2 separate regions of the Triticum aestivum genome follow, and region 1 is linked to region 2. A link is a contact called in public Hi-C data. All regions are on one chromosome and are shown on one strand. Each heading gives the region's core, a stretch centred on a gene start, on an enhancer-like site or on the middle of the called end of the contact. The rest is flanking DNA. Distances are from core to core; before and after follow the strand shown.

The links. A called contact is a pair of places that touch in the nucleus more often than the background predicts.
Region 1: a Hi-C map of leaf shows a contact between it and region 2, with 3 times the contacts expected there. The contact joins the promoter of LOC123093683 here to the promoter of LOC123093682 in region 2. A contact is called at or near these places in 3 of 5 Hi-C or Micro-C datasets (all in leaf).

Annotation. Positions count from the first base shown.
Region 1 is chr4B:626,192,202-626,196,785 of IWGSC CS RefSeq v2.1, reverse strand. It overlaps LOC123093683 (probable protein phosphatase 2C 28), which reads right to left and starts at 1,441. Exons shown (of 4, transcript XM_044515694.1): 1 at 1,089-1,441; 2 at 271-638. The coding sequence starts at 1,410.
Region 2 is chr4B:625,674,704-625,678,898 of IWGSC CS RefSeq v2.1, reverse strand. LOC123093682 (pullulanase 1, chloroplastic-like) reads right to left here and starts at 2,061. Exons shown (of 5, transcript XR_006445492.1): 1 at 1,449-2,061.

The DNA.
Region 1 (4,584 bases), core at 192-2,691, 520 kb before region 2:
GCATGTTATATTATGATGATGCAACCATATTTAGTGCAGGCACTTTAGCTCTGAGAACGATTGACTTACCTAATACCTAACTTGAAACAAACAGCGCAGATGCAGAAGTAATTATCCATACTCCGGAACGAAAAAAAGAAGTGGAATTGTGATGAGATGGACAGATGATGTCACTGCCGCGAAGACTTCTAACAACAAATTAATAATTATCTAGGCAGGTCTAAATCTCACAGTGGTCTTATGCGTCTCGCGGTACAGAATTTCGGTTACCTGGATGAGGCCCTTCACACGCCAAACGTTGTGTTTCAGAACCACAATTTGTGGATCATGAGGGTGTGATGACTGTAGCTCCTGCCTAACTTCCTCGTAGCACGCGTTGTGCTCCGCCGATAACTGCATGGCCACAACCTGACCGGTCGCCTTGACGAGCCTTCCGAGAACAGCACGCGAGTCGCCCGCGTTTGCGATGTAGAGAGTCCCGGAGCAAATTACGCCGACCAGGCAGCAAGAGCCCACTGCCGCGATCTGAGGCTTCATAGACCATTCCTTGCTGACTACAGAAAGGAAACCGTCCTCGGTTGCTTGGAAGGCTTTCCGGATCACATCGGCCGACATGCACTTGTGCTCGGTTGCAAATCCTGGAAAAGGAGATTGTTTATCATACACTGACACTAACAAGGCTAACAATGAGTAAGAAACAGCCCCCAGAAACAGAAAACAAATGAGTAGCAGAACAATGTCACCATCAACAGAAGACATACGCAGCTGGAAGAGATGAATTTATTCTTTGTGAGATATAATACTAGCTCGCTGCCGGTGACCACGCCATGTGTGATGCAAGCTTAGAAATAAGTCTACTGAACCTGCAATATTTTCTTCTTGTTCTGATGTTACAGCAATGAGTACCAAAACTATCATAGCCCTTGGCTTTTTTTATGAGAAAAATCAGCATGATTATCACAATCATGCTCACAAAAACGCAACAACTGATCAACATAGTAACAGAGCAAAAGTTGTCAGGAGATTTTCTTGCTTCTTTTTGGTTGCAGAAATTAGGAGATGGGGATTTTTCTTGAGATGGGGCTTACTTCTGAGATGGTGGAACATGTTGTCATTGATGAAGCGGGAGGTCTCCGGGCCGCCATGGCCGTCATAGACGCCGACGAAGGTGCCCTGCGGGCCGGGGTCGGCCATGGAGAGCGAGCCGGACTCCACCTGGCTCTGGTCCTCCAGCAGGCTGTTGGCCTGCACTACCGCCATGGAGAAGTCGCCGGTGACCGCCTGGCCGGCGTCATTGTACCACAGCAGCCCGTCCTGGCGGCCGGCGGCGTCGGAGCCCTTCTTGCCCCGCCGCCCGGCCCGGGACCGCGCGCCCCAGCACGACCTGAAGTAGTCCATCACCGCCGCCATCACGCCCTCTCCCCGCAGCTCCTCGCCGGCATGCCCGGCCTCCGTACCTCCACCGCCGTCCTCGCCTGCAGCCAAGCAGAATCATCAATACGGGTCAGATCAAAATTACTCTCAGAGCAGCCGGATCGCAGCCAAGGATCGATCAATCAATCAATCAACCAAGAAACCGCGTCAATCCCCGGCACCCAGAATCGCCCGGCGCAGAGCGCCGAATCAGATCGAGAGAAAGAAAGACGCAAGTTCCCTCACCTTTTTTTCCCCTCTCTATCTGTCCAAGTCCAAGAACTCCCCGCCGGGTTGGTGCTGGGATTCTTGGAATCTGCTCAGATCTGGCGCGGGCGGGCACGAGCTTGGGCGCACGAACAGCGAGGATTGGGTGGACTGGACTGGACAGGACCGGCGGCCGCGCTCGAGGATCAAAGAGAATCAACCGACCAGCCAAGCAAGCATGGAGCTTGACAAAAAGAAAAGAAAAACTCTCCCCCCTCCCTCCTCGCCGTAGCTAGGTAGCTAGCTATATTGATGTGCCCAATCTCTGGAACACTCGCTGGAGGTGGAAGGAACAGCTCAGAGGCAGCGGTCTCTACCTCTCTCTCGACTCTCTTCGGATGCCGCACCCAGCCCCAGCCTAGTGCTACTACTACCGCTAGTACCCAGGTGAGCGAGCGGAGGCAGAAGACCGAGGGGACAGAGAAGCCATTAAATGAAGAGCGAGAGGGGGGAGAGGAGGGGGGGAGGTCAGGGCCAGCAAGGCGGGGATGGGCTCCTACCAATCCTGATTGTTGTCACTGGCTTGTGGTGGTGTGGACTGCTGCTGGCTGCTGCTGGCTGCTGCAGGTGCAGGTGCAGGGCTATGCGTGCTCCCTCGACCTCGCTCGGGTCAGTTCACTTCCCCCTTCTTCCTCACTCCCACCTCACCTGCCATGGGTGAAAACTGAAAAGAAAGAGAGCATCTTTTTATAGCGGTGGTGGCCGCCTCTGTTTGCAGAAAAGGATGGCCACCTAATTTAATCCTCCTCATCACTAGTACTAGACTCTGCTCCTAAATATAATATATGACGTTTTGCTAGTTCAAATGAAAAGAGAATAGTTACTGCTCCCTTTATCCCATAATATAAAAGCGTTTTTAACACTAGTGTAATGTATATAAGTTGACACTAGTATAGTGTATATAAGAGCGTTTTTGACATTACTGTAGTGTCAAAATGCTCTTATATTCACCCGCAAAAAAATGCTCTTATATTATGAGATGAAGGAAGTATCCCACAAAGTTCACACACATGAGAGGGAATGAGGCAGAGAGGATCTTGGATATGAGTTCAAAAGAAAAGGGGATAAAAAGGGATGGATGCATGTTTCCATGGGGAGAAGGTCAAAGGAGTGCATATGTGCTGCTAATTAACTCATCAAATCAAATCTATAGCCTGGAAAAAAAAAAGGCACCCCTCACTCACATCACATGCATGCACCCATTAAAAAGGTCAAAGGAACACTTTTTTTCCCTCATCCTTCTTGTTCTTATTTCTTCATTATTATTTTTTCGATGTGGATGGACTATTTTGTCACGGTTGAACTGCCATTTCAGAGAGAATATTTATGACCAAGACTTTAAGTTCAAAAAAAAAAATTAACCATGGGGCAGCAGGCTGCAAGTTTATACGGAGGACGTAGCTGGGCATGGCGTTTGTGGGGGCTGAACCAGGATGTGCTGGCCGTGATGGGTCGCACCAGGTTGCGCGGTCCTTGTTTCCTTCGCTCCTTTTTTGGTGCCATACGATTACCCAGCTGCTGGAAAAGATGGTCAGAATCATTTGCAAATGAGTCGTCTATTTGTAAGTCGCCTGAAAAGAGGACTGCTACACACACGATGGATTGTGCCCGATCTGTGAACGACAAGCTATACCAGCCATCGATCAGTTGAGTTCATGTGGGGCGCAGCCATCGATCACCAGGCCGTCTGAGAATCGTCCAGCGCATTGTTGTGTGCATAGTAATTTCGGCCTGAAAATTAGCCGAGCGCTCTAGGGTCACCAATGGCGGCAACCATGAGCAACATTGCAATGGCTAGAAAAAAATATAGACTACGCTACACCAAAATTAGTATGATGGACAAACGTTGCACTAGAAAATAGACTTTGAAAATTGTTCGTGGGGGCCATGGTCCCCTGGCCCTCCGCCACTGTCCGTCACGCCAATTGCGTGACTACTTGCTCCATTCAGTTTTCCATTCTTACTTTTGAGGGAATTTCCCGAGGTTCGAGAGCCAGCCTTGGTCTACTTATACGGTTGCCGCTTGTTGGACACGTGTTGCTTTTAGTGATTGTTTCTGCCCCTGCCCTGACATGCATTTTTGCCGATAATAACTAGTTGACTGGCCGCCACTTGTTTGAGTCACATATAGATTTCTTCAAAATGACCATTTTGTTGTCATTGTGAGTTAAGACACGTGTTTCTGCCGATCCCAACCTACTTGATCGGTCGCCGCTTGTTCAAGGTACACATGTTTCTTTTCCTCAAAATGGTCATTTCTGCGACCGCCATGACATGTATTGTCGTGATCCCAACCTACTTGATCGGTCGCCGCTTGTTCACGACACACATCTTTCCTTTCCTCAAAATGGACGTTTCTACGATCGCCCATGACACATATTGTCGCGATCCCAACCTACTTGATAGGTCACTGCTTGTTCAAGGCACACATCTTTCCTTTCCTCAAAATGGACGTTTCTACGATTGCCCATGACACATATTGTCGCGATCCCAACCTACTTGATCGGTCGCTGCTTGTTCAAGACACGCATCTTTCCTTTCGTCAAAATGGTTGTTTCCGCGATCACCATGACACGTATCATCGCAATCTCAACCTACTTGATCGGTCGCCGCTTGTTCATGACACGCATCTTTTCTTTCCTTAAAATGGACGTTTCTGCGATGGCCCATGACACGTATTGGCACGATCCCAATCTACTTAATCGGTCACCGCTTGTTCAAGGCACACATCTTTCCTTCGTCAAAATGGTCTTTTCTGTGGTCACCATGACATGTATCATGGTGATCCCAACCTACTTGATCGGTTGCCATTTTGTTTGAGACACGTACTATTTTTCTGTAAAATGGTTGTTTCTGACACCGCCATGACACGCATTTTTGCCGATCACAACCTACTTGATCAGT
Region 2 (4,195 bases), core at 812-3,311:
TGGTCTATAGCTCACCTAGCTAAATACTCTGCTTTGCCACCGGGCCAGATTTTTTTTTTTTTGCACATTTATAATACAGTTGAGTGGGTTAAAACTATTGCAAGACAACACACACTTTTATAATATCTAAATACATATTTAGTTCGGTCCATATGTATATCTGAAGTAACTTATCAACGTCTCCTCAAGCAAGGGACCCAAATACTGTATGTCCGAAATCACGAACAAATTGACATGTTCGCTAGAATTCCACGACGGCATGCAAAATCACAAATAAGTATTGTCTTGTTGTATAAAGAGAAATTTCTTTGCGAAAAAACTGATATAGCTTGACATGTGGAACCTGGACTTACCCTCGTTGACACCACTAATATGTTAAATAGCTTCACAATAATCAAACACATACTTGTCTTCGTATTTCCAGCCTCTCCACACAAGCGACATTTCCCAACAAGTTCCTAAAGGAGCTCATGGTCTGTCCATTTTAGTGAAACTGAACCTCAACAAATGGGGCAAATATAAAGACACCAAGTTTCAAGTAATTCATTGCAGTTTCAGTTCTCAGTTTAGGTGCAGCTCACACAACAACCTGCAATTATATACCTATTGAAGAATTATTTTGAAGGCATGTTAATACTTAGAATAAAAAATAACCCCACATGAGGGTAACTAATTTATACCAATGAGCATGCTAGCTCTCTCATGACCATAATGCTGCCATAACCCCACTGCAGCACGCCTTGCCCGCCATGGGCTGCCGCACACCCTTCAGTCTTCTTATTCGTAGTGTAGATTTCAGTCTCTCCACACAAGCGACATTTCCCAACAAGTTCCTAAAGGAGCTCATGGTCTGTCCATTTTAGTGAAACTGAACCTCAACAAATGGGGCAAATATAAAGACACCAAGTTTCAAGTAATTCATTGCAGTTTCAGTTCACAGTTTAGGTGCAGCTCACACAACAACCTGCAATTATATACCTATTACAGAATTATTTTGAAGGCATGTTAATACTTAGAATAAAAAATAACCCCACATGAGGGTAACTAATTTATACCAATGAGCATGCTAGCTCTCTCATGACCATAATGCTGCCATAACCCCACTGCAGCACGCCTTGCCCGCCATGGGCTGCCGCACACCCTTCAGTCTTCTTATTCGTAGTGTAGATTTCATTACATGTTTGTAAACTAAATAAAGATTATTTGTATCAGCAATAAATGGATATCAATCTCTGAACTCTTAGTCTATTCTAATTCAAGAAAGGGGATATGAATCGACAACAGAAATTTTGTTTCAAGATTCAAGGCACAATCTTTCTTGCGGTGTAACCAAGTTCGCATGGTTCTTGTGATGAACTGAATCGGCGGGCTCTACTACACGTCTGCGCACGACCTACCAATCAACCGAAAGAATGAAAGAAAGAGGTGCGGAGCGGCGGCGGGGGTACCTGCGGATCGGCGCCGGGGAAGACGGACTGGAGCGCCTCGACGGGGTCGAACTGCATGTTGATGCCGAGGTCGGCAACCGAGGCCGCGGTGGCGGACGGTGAGCACCGGCCCCGCTTCGCCTGCAGCACCTCGAAGGGGTCGTCCAGGAAGGCCGCCGCCCCGCGCTTCCAGGTGCTGTCGACCTCCACCGCCATGGCCCGGCGACGGCGGTGATCCGGGGCGACGAGACGTTGGCAGCGATTCCGACGGCGAAGGTGGCGATCCGCGGCGGTGATGGCGGCGATCCGGAGAGGGGCGGCGACGATCCGGAGGACGTTGGGCTGGTCGTGGCGGCGGCGCAGGAACCCTAGCTGCTGCGAGGGTACGAGGAGAGGATGCTTGCGCGAGGAGAGGGAGGGGAGTGGTTCGTGCGTGGGGGTGGTTTTTGAGGGTTGCGAGTTAACGGAGTTGGGAGGATGATGAAAAAAAATCAAAGGTGGGAGGATGATGAAAAAAACAGCGAAATTAAACTGCGCAGACTATTCACCAAGTCGTTCATTAGGAACAGAGATACGTGGTTTGTCAGGCGACCAGGAGCGATCTCGTTGGTAGTGGACGGAAAGCCAGGACGATCGATGGAATTTTCTGAAGCAGCAGAAGTCGGCGAGTACAAGAAGGGATCGGAAGCGGAAGGCAAATCAATTTGCACCAGGTGATCTCGGCGGCGGCGCGGAGGATTACGCAAGCAGCAGGTCTGATCGGATTGGTTCCGATCAAAACCAGAGCAGGGTGCGTGATGTGGACGCCCAGGCGAGCGGTGCAGCCACCAGTGACATGAGTCTTGCCCAGGCAGGGCCACGTAACAGCGCAACATGAGTCTTGCCCAAGCGCAGCTCGGCCAGTGAGGGAGCGACGGCGGACCAGGGGAGCTTGACCCAGGAGCCAGCTCGGGCGCAATACGCGGCGAGGTCCTAATTCGGCTGGCTCGTGCGTGCATGCTGGAGTTGTGTGCAGCAGATTGACATGAGTTTTTGTTGGGATTTTTTTAAAACAATGCAGGCCATCGTATCAATTGGATGTGTCGGAGAAAACAAAGGAAAAGGACGGGAGTATAGACCCAGGCGTCATGGATGATGGAGTTCGTACATGTCTCTTTGGTAAGTGTACGCATGTTTTGGATATCTATAAGGCTATCTTTTGGCTCTTTGTTTTGGGCATGGATTGTGTACATGATGGCAGCAGGATTATGACGCGGAGCTGCAAATTCATAAGTGATCGATTCACTTGGCAGGTTATGCTATATATTCAAGTATTGCACTAGAGATATACAGGAATAATCTGCTGGAGAATTAGGTATACGTGAAGGGGTAGCAGGAAGCCAAGTTGATCAAGATGAAGTGCATGCGGTCAGAGAAGGCGACGTGCGTATAAGGCTCAGAGGAGTCTGGAGTGCGTTGTGGCAAAATCATGCATACACATGGCATTAAGCAAGGCATGGAGATGTGCAGGACGGACACGACGCAGGGTGGAGCATGATTGCAGTCGGATAATTTCGGTTGGGTCAGACTTGACAATCTGATGGATTGACATGGATGTCGGTCAAAACAGAAGATGGTGGTGATTTCAGCGACGACGACATAGGAGTGTGATGTTGATGGTGTCCGACTTCTGGGGCGTGGAAACACGTGATGCATGCCTAAGGGCTTGTGCGGTTTCGACAAGACTATGGCGCTGGGTTGATTCAAGGTAGTGCCCACATAAGAGCTTGGAGTCAACGGCCCGGGCGCAGGGTAGCCCGGCCAGCTACATGGATTCATGTTGAAGGTGGAGTTGGAGTCTAATGGACGGCTTCACTCTGTGCTGATGGAGGGTCTACGACGTAAGGATCTGGAGAATCGTAGCCTATTTCAGCAGGAAGGCGAGAGACACGTGGTTCAGACTGGGTACCAGTGGTCTGATGGAGACGTGATACTCGACATCGGTCGGTGATGATCAATGGTTCTCTGCAGTGGGGGTTGAGGCAGTGTGGGCTAGCTACCCGGGAGACTCGACCAGGATAGCAGAGGCTCGACGCGGTGATAGCGTTGAGGCGTGCGGTAAGCACGGGTCACAACGACAGGCCAAGGCAATGGTAGTCAGACAAGTGGTCAGACAAATTGTGCAGGGGGTACTGAAGCAGTGTTGACGAGTACCGGATTCAAGTTGGTGACTGGGTCTATCGGTGCCGGAAGATGGACAGGAGTTGACCATGAAAAATCTGGGAAAGTGGCAGAGAGTCTGGAATTATCAAAAGATGAGAGAGAGTACATGGTTGTATATTCTGTGGTGTTCAGTGCACATGGCAAAGTGCGGATGAAAAATACAGAAGAAGGCGGAGTGCTATGACTGTGGGACGTGCCAGAGACTAACCGGAAGAAGGGTGAGACAACTGCGAATTTGACTCAGGGTGACACAGAGCGAGACGGTGAAATTCCTTAAAGTTTCAGATAGACGGTCAAGAAAGAGCAAGGATGTTAAGTTCAGGTAATTCTTATATGTGGCGTCCAATATGCGAGTTGTTCATTTTCACGCAGATAGTTATCGGTGTGTGATGGCGTTGAACGGATTGTCCAAAAGTTGGGAGCACATAGTAGAGTAATGAGTAACTTAATTTTGCTCGAGTGTTGACTGTGAGGAAGACGAGAAGGAACTACAGATGTAGGTGGAGTCACATGGAGTCTGGGAGTAGCAGCGATGCTCATGGCATATCTCAAGTTCAATGTACATG